2 separate regions of the Macaca mulatta genome follow, and region 1 is linked to region 2. A link is a contact called in public Hi-C data. All regions are on one chromosome and are shown on one strand. Each heading gives the region's core, a stretch centred on a gene start, on an enhancer-like site or on the middle of the called end of the contact. The rest is flanking DNA. Distances are from core to core; before and after follow the strand shown. Region 1 holds the start of PGK1 (phosphoglycerate kinase 1). Region 2 holds the start of COX7B (cytochrome c oxidase subunit 7B).

Region 1 (6,624 bases), core at 421-2,920, 240 kb before region 2:
TTTTTACAGGGTCTATCCCCTTTTATTAGGATTATATGAGGGCCAGAAAGGGCACTCTTCTAGTACTAACATGGCTGTGATTCCTACTTTGTCCAGATTGCAAAGGCCTATGCCATTTGGGGAAATGTGGAAATCAGGTATTTTTCATGGACATAAATTATTGGGTTATTCTATCTCCACAGCAGGGCAGAGGTTACCTGCAAAGTAATACTGACCAAAGTGAAATTAGAGAGAAGGGGAGAGCTACATGTACTCTTAGAGTACCCATACACTTCCCTAACTCAAACGTGTCCTCGCATGTTTAAAGTTAAAGGGAGATCTCCTATTGACTTATGTGTCTGTTAATATCCAACACAAGCCCTCATTTGAACCAGCCCAAATTGGAAAAGGGGCTAGATTACACCAGCCACATGCCTACCCATCAATCAACCACTTCCCAAAAAGGTCAAGGTTGCAAAATGCTATCAACAGAAACCTTTATGACCCCTCAAAAACACCACTCTTGGATCCTGTTAAGGTATATGAACAGTCAAGTCCATCAGTTACATACCGACTCATCCTCCTGCACCTTGCTCCTGGCATGCACAAATATACCACACGTGACAAAAAGGATAAAGGTAAAAGCTCCACACTATACCAACAATTCTGGCAGATAAGAGAGAAGCCGTGTTGGCAAGTGACCAGAGATCAACATGAGCAGAGTAAGACACCCAAAGTGCACAAGGAACCTTCCCCCACTTTCAAAATTCTGCTTTTCTAGCCACACGTGGGGATGAGGTTGGAGGCCAGCAAGTATGAGCAGCCACACCCTGCTCTACCATTACCTAGTATGTCACAATCCTGATGCAAATCCTGTGCCCAAGAGTCCAACGATACCACGCTGCAGGGCAGCAGAAGCCTATTACATAAGCTCTGCAGGGCCTCCTCCGGTGCGCCCCGCCCTACCCTCCCACCCCAATTCTTTAGGGGCGGGGGACTGGGGGGTCTACTCCTGAACAGTTAAATCAACATCCTCTTGGAAAGATATCTTTTTGTGCAGGGACCTGTGAGATGTGGGCCGTTTCTCATTTGTCTGCGACGGTCTAGGAGTGTGGGGGAAGGGAAATTAACAAAATGACCTTTCAAGGTCCTTCCTTGAAGCCTAGAGATTTGCAGGATAAGCATTAAGTCTCATCTCGCCGATTGGGAGGTGGAGGCAACGGAACTGCATTTCACCAATAGGAAAAAGGACAAAATGGGTCCCAGCAGCAATCTCAGCCCTTCCTTAGTGGGACCCATCCCCGAAGGGGGTTTCGGCTGCTTTCTGGGCTGCAGAAAATGCGGCTAGAAACCACCAAACCCGTGAGCAGCCTCGCCCTCCAAGCCTAGGACCCGTGGGGCCCAGCCAAAAGCAAAAAGCGACGTAGAGCAGACGAGAGAACAAGTCGGCTCAGGCCAAAGAGGTTTGCGACAGAGCACAGAGGCCACGCGGGCAAACGTGCAGAATTACCTCATAACGACCCGCTTCCCTTTAACATCCAGCTTGTCCAGCGTCAGCTTATTAGAAAGCGACATTTTGGAAATACAGCTGGGAAGAGAGGTCGGTGATTCGGACAACCAGGGAGCCTACCGCAGACGTGCGCTCGAGAGACGAGAAGAATGCCGAACACCACGCGGGCAGGAACAGGGGCTGCACTGCCGCCCCACACCCCGCCTCCCGCACCGCCCCTTCCCGGCAGCTGCTCCCGGCGCGCCGTGCAGAGCAGCCGCTATTGGCCACGGCCCATCGCGGTCGGCGCGCTGCCATTGCTCCCTGGCGCTGTCCGTCTGCGAAGGTACTAGTGAGACGTGCGGCTTCCGTTTGTCACGTCCGGCACGCCGCGAACCGCAAGGAACCTTCCCGACTTAGGGGCGGAGCGGGAAGCGTCGCCAAGGGGCCCACAAGTGAGGCGGCGAAGATCCGGGTGACGCTACGAACGGACGTGAAGAATGTGCGAGACCCAAGGTCGGCGCCGCTGCGTTTCCCGGAAACGCGCCCGGAGCAGCCGCAGCCCAGCGTAAGCCCAGGACTGCCTTGGAAAAGGCGCCACCCCCAATCCCGTGGAATTCGCAGCTGCCCTGCCAGGATTAATGCAAATGCCACCTCCTTTTAGAAAATCTTGGTTTCCCAGCTCCCTTCATGGAATTCTGCTACTTAAGGCTTGCTTAATAAGAGACCTCTCATAAGTTGGAAAAGGCCCAGGTCCACTCTGGCCCCCACCTTTTTAAAAATAAAAATGCAATGTAATTTTTTTGGTTATGGCATGATGGATGCTAATGGCAAACAGATATGGCATTTTTCGTGTATTAACCAAAGCTCACAAAACGCAGAAGTGACTACTTTCATCCTCATTAGGCAAATGAAGTAGCTGATGCACAAAGAAGTTTAGTGGGCCAGCCGCCTTGGCCCAGGCCTTTAATCCCGGCACTTTGGGAGGCCAAGGCTGGCGGATTGCTCGAGCCAGGTGGATCGAGATCAGCCTGAGCAACATAGCAAAACCCCATCTCTACTAAAAATACAAAAAGTTAGCTAGACGTGGTGGCGGGCACCTGTAGTCTTGTTACCTGTGGGGGTGTCCAAATTCTTGGAGCCTTGAACTAAGAACTGGACAAAATGCACAAAGCAAGGAAAGAATTAAGCAATAAAAGCAGAGATGTATTGAAAACGAAAGTGTAACCGCCCAATGGGTTCACTTTGTCCGCTGCCTAGACAGAGCTGATTTATCAAGACAGGGAAATTGCAATGGCGAAAGAGTAATTCACGCAGAGCGGTTGTGCGGGAGACCAGAGTTTTATTATCACTCAAATCAGTCTTCTTGAGCATTCCAAAATCAGAGTTTTTAAGGATAATTTGGCGGGTATGGGTTGGGAAAGTCGGGAGTGCTAATTGGTCGGAATGAAGATGAACTAACAGGGGGTCGAAGTGAATTCTTGCAAAAGTGAGTTCTTCCTGGGTAGGATCCTGGAGCTAGTTGAGCCAGATTATCAGTCTGGGTGGTGTCCTCTGCTGCATGAGAATGCAGGGGCTGCAAAACATCTCAAGCACTGATCTTAGGTTTTGCAATGGTGATGTTATTCCCAGGAGCAATGTGGGGAGGTTCAGACTTTTGCAGCCAAAGGCTGCATGGTCCCTAAACCGTAATTTCTAATCTGGTCCCCACCAAGAAGGGGAAAGGGCTATTATCAATTTTGTCTCAGAGTTTACACTATAAATTCCTTCCCAAGGCTAGTTTGCCCTATACCCAGGAATGAACAAAGACATTTTAGAAGTTAGAAGGAAGATAGGGTAGGTAAGGTCTGATCTCTTTCACTGTCATAATTTCCTCAGTTATGATTTTTGCAAAGGCGGTTTCAAGAGTATACTCCACAGGGCGAGAGCAGGCCTGAGCAAGCAGCTCAAGAGCTTGATTACAGAAGTTTCTGGGGTTTAAATACCCTCTAGAGGTTTCCCATTACACCCCATGCAAATGAAGTAGTGGTCCATGATCAGTCTGATTGGTTGCAGAAAGCGACCAATCAGAAGCTGAAGTGAAGTTACACAGTTACACTCCTATACAAATGAAAACTTGGCCTGCCACCAGCCTGATTGGTTGCAGGAGGGGACCAATCAGAGGTACTTTCAATTTCTCATTCAACTGACTTTTATTCACGGTGCTGGGAAAATATGTATACTGACTGAGGAGATATTCCAGTTAACCAAGTGTAATGATGATATATCACTCAGATTCCCTTTCAGAACTGAGGCACTCATTATTAGCTGATGGGAGTATTAGTTACTGACAGCTCACAGCTGAGTCTCTCCCCAGAAACTGCCCTCTGTTGAAGGAAGCTGCCTTGCCTAAGGTTATACCCACTTCCCTGGGGCATCCGTCAGTGATTGCTCAATGCAGTTCTAAAGGCCTGGCTTCTTTGCTTCATTTCAGGACATCTCTTAAAGGACCAGCTCTGCTTCAGAACTGTCTGTGGGGTTGGCTGAAGCCTCTATTGAAACTTATCCCTCTCTATCCCAAGTCTGATTTCCTTACTCCTTTACAGGTGTTGTTCCCAGAAGCAACCCCCAGTAATCCACCTGCACACAAATCTCAATCTCGGAGCCATTTCCCAGGGAACACTGGGAAGAATTCTAAGATGGTGCCCATGATCTCTGCCCTCTAGTGTTCACATCTTTCTATAATTTCCTCCCCTTGAATGTGAGCTGGACCTATGACTGGCTTCTAACCAATAGAATGTGGCAAAAGTGATGAGATGTAACTCCCATGATGAGGTTATGATGTGGATATGAGAGTCCATCTTTCTAGTTTGGTCTAGAGAGACTCCCTTGTTGGTTTTTTTTTTTTTTTTTTTTTTTTTTTGAGACGGAGTCTGACTCTGTTGCCCAGGCTGGAGTGCAGGGACACAATATCGGCTCACTACAACTTCCGCTTCCCGGATTCAAGCGGTTCTCATACCTCAGCCTCCTGAGTAGCTGGGATTACAGGTGCATGCCAACGCACCTGGCTAATTTTGTATTTTTAGTAGAGACGGAGTTTCACCATGTTGGCCAGGCTGGTCTCGAACTCCTGACCTCAAGTGATCTTCCTGACTCGGCCTCCCAAAGTGCTGGGATTACAGGTGTGAGCCACCACACCCAGCCCAATGTAATTTATTTAAACCAATGAGAATTCTTGACAAACAACTTTGCAATTACCCCCTCCCCTGATTCATCCTTTTTTCTTAAAAAATTTGAACCTCCCCATTGTTCTCCAGAGTACTGTTCAAGGCAACCTGGAAGTGTGTCCCAGGCTGCAGTTCTCAGCCATGGCCGAAATGACCTCTCCATATTTTGCCTACACTTCTTCCTTTTAGGTAGACATGATCTATAGAGAAAAATCAATTGAAGATACCTGTAATGTTAAATTTGTTAACCATAAAATGCAATCGTGAGACAGATTGCAGGCAATTTTATGAAAAAACTTAAAACAATAAGACCATATTGAAAAAAATACATTTTTCAGAAAATTACCAGTAACATGGTATTAGAGACAGAGATAGCTAAGCAACTGATCAAAATACGTGTATGCCCCCAAAAAATCTGTGTGTGGTTATTTTTTTTTTGTGGGGGGTGTTGTTTGCTTGTTTGAAAGACAGGACCTTGCTCTGTCTCCCAGGCTGGAGTGCAGTCCAGCAATCAGCTCACTGCAATCAGGCTCAACCTCCGGGGTTCAAGGGATCCTCCTGCTTCAGTCCCCCAAGTAGCTAGGACTACAGGCGTGAGCCACCACGCCCAGCCTACCTAAACTCTTTAAAGTATCCCAGTTTAGGTGGTAAATCATATGGTCTCTCTAAGGTTATAGAATCTTTCCTTTGTGGCTTTTTCCTATCCTTTCGTTATCTATTACCCAGATCCCCTTTTATATACAAGTGTAGCCTTCTGTAAATATAAAAGAGCCACTTACTTGAGCCACTTAAATTGTCTATTCTTTATCACGTTCAAAGGAGATAGCAAAGGAGAGGAGATAGGAAGTTCAGAGGTATAAACAGGCTCGGGCTTTTGTTCCCTGAGAGGCTTCTTTTTGCCAATTAATTCATTAACAAGCCCCAAGAGTTGCCTCAAAAATAGATTGATAACTCCGGGGACATGTGAGTAAAGCAGTGAGAAAAGAACAACAAAAAAATGCACACATACAGCAACATATGCAGAAAAAGAGAAAGAGTGTGCAAGAGCTCTAACAAATAGTAAATACAATTCTAAGCAAAGAGAATCCCAAAAATGTGAAGGTAAGAGGTAGAGCCTATATGAATCCTAGACTCCTCTGTACCAATCCTCTATTGTGAATTCCTGGAGGAAAGTTTATGCCATTATTTACGTTACAATGCCCCAATACCTTCTACATTGGGGTCCTTACCATCAGGTCACCATTGTGACAGAGACCATTTTCCCTTTCTTTACTAATAGAACTCCTAAATTTTAATCAAACACATGGCTATCCAGCAAGAGACTACATTTCTCCATCTTCCTTGTGGCTTGGAGTGGCCATGTGACCAAGTTCTGGACAACTGATGTAAGCCATTGCCACATAGTGACCCTGAAAAGGAAAGTTCATGCTGTCTTTTGGCCCTTGACTAGGAGATGGCAGAAGCTGGGGCAGCCACCTTGGCCTCAGTGATGGTAGTGCTTTCTCACCAGCCCTGGACCACTTACCTCTATACTGTTAACATGACAGAGAAATCAACTTCTATCTTGTTTAAACTGCTTGTGTACAATCTTTGTTACAGTACCGGTCCCCTCCCTAATAAAACTATGGTGAGCTAACCTTGCAAAATGAAAAACGCACACATTGAGTCACTGGAACATGAGTAGAAAGACCAATGGGACAGAATAGAAAGTCTATAAATAGAACCAAATGCATATAGAAAATTAGTACCGAGTCAAATCAGTGGGGTAATAATGGACTTTTATTTTAAATCAATGGTCTTGAGACAACAGCATAGCTATATAGAAAAGGTAAAGTTTTTATATTTCAGGGCAACAATTCTTAATCCTGGTGGCACATTAGGACTACCTGGGAAGCTTTAAAAAAAAAAAAAAATACCAATGTTGTGGCCCTACCCCAAACCAATTAAATC
Region 2 (6,937 bases), core at 3,887-6,386:
TATGTATTTATTAAGACTTCAGGCCGTGCACAGTGGCTCACACTTACAATCCCAGCACTTTGGGAAGCCAAGGCAGGCAGATCAAGAGGTCAGGAGATCGAGACCATCCTGGCTAACACGGTGAAACCCCATCTCTACTAAAAATACAAAAAATTAGCCGGGCGTGGTGGTGGGCGCCTGTAGTCCCAGCTACTCGGGAGGCTGAGGCAGGAGAATGGCATGAACCCAGGAGGCGGAACTTGAAGCGAGCCAAGATCATGCCACTACACTCCAGCCTGGGTGACAGAGCGAGACTCTGTCTCAAAAAAAAAAAAAAAAAAAAAAGACTTCAGGACTCCTACTTTTTGCCAGTAAGTACAGTGACTGAAAAACAGACTGTTAAATGTAAAATGTAAAGAAACTAAAATATAAAAAGTTGTATTACATCTCATCTGTCAGGAATATTGTGCTAAGTTCTGAGCGCAAAATTTTTTTTTTTTTTTTTTTTTTGAGACGGAGTCTCGGTCTGCCACCCAGGCTGGAGTGCAGTGGCCGGATCTCAGCTCACTGCAAGCTCCGCCTCCAGGGTTCACGCCATTCTCCTGCCTCAGCCTCCCGAGTAGCTGGGACTACAGGCGCCCGCCACCTCGCCCGGCTAGTTTTTTGTATTTTTTAGTAGAGACGGGGTTTCACCGTGCCAGCCAGGATGGTCTTGATCTCCTGACCTCGTGATCCGCCCGTCTCGGCCTCCCAAAGTGCTGGGATTACAGGCTTGAGCCACCGCGCCCGGCCTGAGCGCAAAATTTTAAAAGAAAAATTGTTAAGTGGAGTTATGTCCACGAAGGTGATCCAAGGTAGTAAAAATCCTGGAAACCATGAACAAAAAAATTACTGATAAAACTAAGGATGTTTAATTTGAAAAAGAAAATTCAGGAGATATGATAGCAATTTTCTATTATCTGATGGCTGTTATATGGAAGTGGATCAGAATTTCTGTGTTGCAATGAACGATGGTTAGCATAGGAAAAAGGCAGATTTTTAACTCACCATACGATCCTTTTAACAGCCACACAAGGCTGGGCGCGGTGGCTCACACCTGTAATCCCAGCACTTTGGGAAGCTAAGGTGGGCGGATCACCTGAGGTCAGGAGTTCAAGACCAGCCTGACTAACATGGTGAAACCCCATCTCTACTAAAAATACAAAAATTAGCCGGGCATACTGGAGGGTGCCTGTAATCCCGCTAGTTGGGAGGCTGAGGCAGGAGAATCCCTAGAACCCAGGAGGCAGAGGATGCAGTGACCTGAGATCACGCCACTGCACTCCAGCCTGGGCAACAGAGTGAGACTCCGTCTCAAAAAAAATAAATAAGTAAAAAACAAAACCAAAATTAGCCAGGTATGGTGGCGTGCGCCTGTAGTCCCAGCTACTCGGGAGCCTGAGGCAGAAGAATTGTTTGAACCAGGGAGGCAGAGGTTGCAGTGAGCCAAGATCATACCACTGCACTCCAGCCTGGGGGACAGAGAGAGACTCCTTCTAAAAAAACAAACAAACAAACAAAAAACAGCTACATAATATGGAAAGGGCTGCCTTGTGATCCAGTAAGCAATTTATTACCGGGAATGTTAAGAACAGAAGACAGATGAATGCTGCGATAAAAAAACCTCTGTACTGGGTAGGTAATTAGATTACAGAATCTCTCAAGTCCCTCCTAACTAGAAATGTACACTACTATGTTAAGACACTTTGAATGCACAGACTAAATGAGAATGAAAAACATCTAAAATAGAAATTATTAATCAATAGTACTTACATATGTCCATGTAGCAATACAGAAAGTGGCTCCACCAGCTAATACAGCATTACCGTATTTGTCATGAAAATCAGGTGTACGTTTCTGGTGGCTCTGCCTTGCCATTGTTTGCTGAATGCTTCGAACTTACAGGAAAAAAAAATTACAGAAGCATATTATCAATTGTCAGGAAAAGAAAACATATGTGATTGATACTGCCAATCAGGAAAGCCAAGGAAGTTAATTTTACAGTATTATGTAGTTCAATAAAATGTTAAAACACATGGTAGCTATTAATCAAAGCAAAGCAGTGTACTTTGAAATGCATCAAAAAGAAGATGAATTGACAGATGGACAGATACGTGATAAAACATAGCAAAATGTTAACTGTAGAATCTTTGTGGTGGGTATATGGGTGTTCATACAATTCTTCCAACTTTTCTGTATGCCTCAGAGTTTTCATAATAGTATTGGGAAAAAAGCAAAGAACGAATGATGTCAGTAACATTCTCTACAAAGTGGTATTTACATAACCCGTGAAATTTTGGCTCCCATTGATTAATTCGAATACTTATGACTTAAATTTTCATTAAAGTTTACTAACAGAGCCCAACAACTTACAACATACAAGGGTGAACGAACTCAAATGAACTTCAAATTAAAGCACACTAAATGCTTATGATTATAAAATTACTACAGTAACAAAAATATTCACCAAAACTAGAGTAATCTTGATTTTTAAAAAATTAGTGGGCTGGGCACAGTGGCCCAGTAATCCCAGTACTTTCAGAGTAATCCCAATACTTTTGGAGGCCAAGGTAGGAGGATCGCTTGAGGCCAGGAGTTTCAGACCATGTGGGAAACACAGTGAGACTCTGTCTCTACAAAAAAATTGAAAATTAAAAATTAGCCCGGCATGGTGGTGCACGTACACCTGTAGTCCCAGCTACTCAGGAGGCTGTAGCTGGACGATGACTTGAGTCCAGGAGTTAGAGGATGCAGTGAGCTATGATCACACCACTACACTCCAGCCTGAGTAACAGAGCAATTCTCTGTCCCTAAAAATAAAAATGAGAAATGGGGTACATAAAAAAGTGTAAGACAGAGATTCTGTCCTCAAGTAACTTCCAGTCTAGAGGATTACACATGTAGATAAAAATCAGTATCGTACAAGGAAGCAGAATTAGCTAAGGAGTTAGTTTTTGAGCAGAATGATAAACTTTGCTGTTACTATTATACTAGTAGAAAGAGAACAAAAAAGTTTCCAAATGGACCCTGGAGGAACTAAAAAGGAGGGCTTCGGAAACAGCCGAGACTGGAAAAAGCTTGTTTCTAGCTGTTTTTTTTTTTTCCTTCCTGTCCAATTTAAGTAGCAGGTCCTTATTGTTTTAAAGAGCCTCAAAAGGTACTTATATATATAATGAAAAGTTAGGGAACCTGAAGCAGAAGAATTACTTAAACCTGGGAGGCTGAGATTGCAGTGAGTCGAGATTGAGCCACTGCACTCCAGCCTGGGCAACAAGAGCGAAACTTTGTCTCCAAAAAAAAAGAAATTGCAATGTTGCCCATTCACTAGCAATTAATATTTCTACGTGGTGTAATGGGTTACTTCAAGATAGTTATCTGACCATTATTGGATCTTCTAATTGTCTTACATAGCTTTCCCTTTTCATCTTTTAGTCACACTGGGATAGGCAAATTTACAAATATTTCATAATATATTCTGCTCCAGAAAAGATAAGAAGTGGGCATGTGAATTCCACACTGAAAAAAAATAAAAAACATTTCCTGAGGTACAAGGTGGCCCTATTTGCTCAAAAAGCAAAGAAATTAAGACTACCAAAAAATTCTGCAACATCTCATAACTTCAACACACTCATGTAACTCTGGTGGATTTCATTAGCCCTCTCCTCTGTGACAACTGTTTAATTACCATACATTGGTGATCTCATAAAATCCTCAACAACCCCATGAAATAGGTATTATTTACAATTTATAATTTAGGCATTATTTACAAATTACTTATTTTACAAAGAAGGAAACTGAGGTTGAAAAAGGCTAAATCATATGCCCAAAGTAAAAGAGATAATAAATGCTACTTTTGGAATATGAAAATAGTCCAGCTAATATTTTGTAGTTATTTTCAAAGTTGCTTACGTGTTTAGAAGACAATCTAGTAATATCCTCCAATGATTCTGTTAAGTGAAAATCAAAAGATGGCTAAACTAAATAGTAATTCAGGGTCACCTTCATTTTGTAACAACTGCCCACGTTACTGAAGGTCACCTTCTGCCCAAATCAAGTATGAAAATTAATTTGTTCTCCTCAGTCTACTGCATTTTCACTACATAATGCTGGTCTCAAAACTCCCTGTACCTGCCCAACCTTTTAATGAGAAAAAAAATGAACACGATTACTTTCAGGACAGCTAACATTGTTTTTTTTTTTTTTTCCCCCCCCGAGACGGAGTCCCGCTCTTGTTGCCCAGGCTGGAGTGCAGTGGCAGTCTTGGCTCACTGCAACCTCCGCCTCCCGGGTTCAAGCGATTCTCTTGCCTCAGCCTCCCAGATAGCTGGGATTGACAGGCGCCCGCCACCACGCCGGGCTAATTTTTGTATTTTTAGTAGAAATAGGGCTTCACCATGTTGGTCAGGCTGGTCTCGAACTCCTGACCTCAGGTGATCCGCCCGCCTCGGCCTCCCAAAGTTCTGGGATTACAAGCATGAGCCACCGCGCTTGGCCAGCTAACATTGTTAATCCACAAATAACTTCAAAGCTGCATCGATACCATTTAGGTTGTTTCCCTGCAATTAAAACATGTGAAGAGCTAGATTTACAGTTTCCGTCTATTGCAGTAATAGGAATTGGAGAAGATATTCTTCTATACAGGGTTAGGAGTAAACATATCCCCAAAGCTAAAATGTAGGACATCACTTAAGGAACGAGGTGTCTACCAAGAGTGTCCTTCCCTGAAATCATAGGTTACTGAAGAATTAAAAAGCAGAGCTAGACTATCACTCCGATAACACAAAGAGAGCAGGAAACCGAAACAGAAAGACTGGGTGATAAAGCCAATGCTAACGACATCATCCCAATAACTTGGGACAAGATGGGAGACAGCATTCAGGATTAGAAGGCCGAGATGTTGGTAGAGGGAAAGGATACGAGGCTGCGAGGATAAATTGATATAAGGTTGTTGTAAATGATTTGTCATAATTTTTGCTCACCTTGGAGACGATTTAGTGCGTTTTTGACCAAGGGAAACATCGTGAAGGTGAAGCTAGAACTGCGACAATGGAGCTGCTGCTTTGGTGCAAATTCGCTTCAGGTACCCTTGAACAGAGCTGAAAAACAAAATGGCTTTCAGCCGGGATTCTTAATGGCATTTGGTGCAATCTCGCGAGATCTGTAAAACCTATAGTAATTGCAAGCCTTTTTACCGCGAAGAAAAAAATGGCCTTTTGGGAAATGTAGTTTCCGGCTTTATAAAATGACGTACGGTGGGTGGTGGTTAATGAAGAATGAAAGAACTCCTCTAAGCTAGGTTTAGAGCTCTATAGAGGGCAGCAGAGACACTGATCTTCGGCGGAATCATTTAAGAAACTAGGTTCAAAATGGTGTTAAAGTTCCACAAGCTTCGGTTTGGTATCTCCACACTAGCTCTTTCTTCTTTCTGTTCCTCCAAAACTTCCTTTACTTCTGTCATATTTTTTTTTGGTCTGCTATTACTACTATACTAATTGGCTTAGCTTTTAGTTTTCAAATAACTTCAAGTTTAGAGAAAAGTTGCAAGAATAGTAAAAACTATTGTAATATGTAGATAAATATGTGATAAAACAAATTTAGAAAGCTATTGGCCGGGCGCGGTGGCTCACGCCTGTAATCCCAGCACTTTGAGAGGCCAAGGTGGGCGGATCACGAGGTCAGGAGTTCAAGACCAGCCTGGCCACGATGGTGAAACCCCCGTCTCTACTAAAAATACAAAAATTAGCCAAGCGTGGTGGCGCGCGCCTGTCGTCCCAGCTACTCAGGAGGCTGAGGCAGAATAATCGCTTGAACCCAGGAGGCGGAGGTTGCAGTGAGCCGAGATTGTGCCACTGGACTCCAGCCTGGGCGACAGAGCGAGACTCCGTCTCAAAAAAAAAAAAAGAAAAGAAAAGAAAGCTGTTAGGCCGGGCGCGGTGGCTCACGCCTGTAATCCCAGCACTTTGGGAGGCCGAGGTGGGTGGATCACGAGGTCAGGAGTCGAGACCATCCTGGCCAACATGGTGAAACCCCGTCTCTACTAAAAATACAAACAATTAGCTGGGCGTGGTGGCGTGTGCTTGTAATCCCAGCTACTCTGTAGGCTGAGGCGGCAGAATCGCTTGAACCAGGAAGTCGGAGGTTGCAGTGAGCTGAGATCGCATCACTGCACTCCAGTCTGGCAACAGAGCAAGATTCCGTCTCAAAAAAAAAAAAAAAAAAGAAAAGAAAAAGAAAGAAAGAAACAAAAGAAAAGACTACATGGCAAAACCCCTTCTCTACTAATACACAAAAACATTAGCTGGGCGTGGTGGCACACGCTAGTAATCCCAGCTACTCGGGAGGCTGAGGCATGAGACTTGCTTGAACCAGGGAGGCGGAGGTTAGGGTGAGCCAAGATCGCACCGCTGCACTCTAGCCTGAGACCTGTCTCAAAACAAAAAGCAAAATACATACAGTTCAGTGGCATTAATGGCATTCACATTGTTGTGCAACTATCACCATTATCCATCTCTCTAAGACTTTTTCATCTTGTAAAACTAAATGATTTGATAATACATTTTGACTATTGAAAATATTAACATTATTCCAAAAGTCAAAACTAAACAGACTAGTGTACTTAGAGAAGTGTCATTCCCTCCCAACTGTTGCATTTCATTTCCACCAATTCCTATGGGTAACCAATTTCATTACTTTCTGGTTTATCTTTCATGTGTTTCCTTTTGCAAAAATAGGCAAATACCTGTATGTTTTATTTCTCTATTTTATACAAATGTAGCATAAAAATCCACTATCGTTTTACGTAAGTCTTCCTCATTCCTTTTTTACAGCTGCAAAATCTGTGGTGTATATGTGCTATAGTATATTCAATCAATCTCCTATGTTGGAACATTTAGGTAGTTTCAAGAATATTTCAGTTTCA

The links. A called contact is a pair of places that touch in the nucleus more often than the background predicts.
Region 1: a Hi-C map of liver shows a contact between it and region 2, with 4 times the contacts expected there. The contact joins the promoter of PGK1 here to the promoter of COX7B in region 2. A contact is called at or near these places in 2 of 14 Hi-C or Micro-C datasets (fetal cortex germinal zone and liver).

Annotation. Positions count from the first base shown.
Region 1 is chrX:84,345,207-84,351,830 of T2T-MMU8v2.0, reverse strand. It overlaps PGK1 (phosphoglycerate kinase 1), which reads right to left and starts at 1,670. Exons shown (of 11, transcript NM_001195658.1): 1 at 1,490-1,670. The coding sequence starts at 1,554. LOC144338775 (a long non-coding RNA gene) reads left to right here and starts at 1,905. Exons shown (of 2, transcript XR_013413155.1): 1 at 1,905-3,107; 2 at 4,765-5,702.
Region 2 is chrX:84,110,603-84,117,539 of T2T-MMU8v2.0, reverse strand. COX7B (cytochrome c oxidase subunit 7B) reads right to left here and starts at 5,136. Exons shown (of 3, transcript NM_001258140.1): 1 at 4,998-5,136; 2 at 1,792-1,916. The coding sequence starts at 5,037. It overlaps LOC144338773 (a long non-coding RNA gene), which reads left to right. Exons shown (of 2, transcript XR_013413153.1): 2 at 2,082-4,313.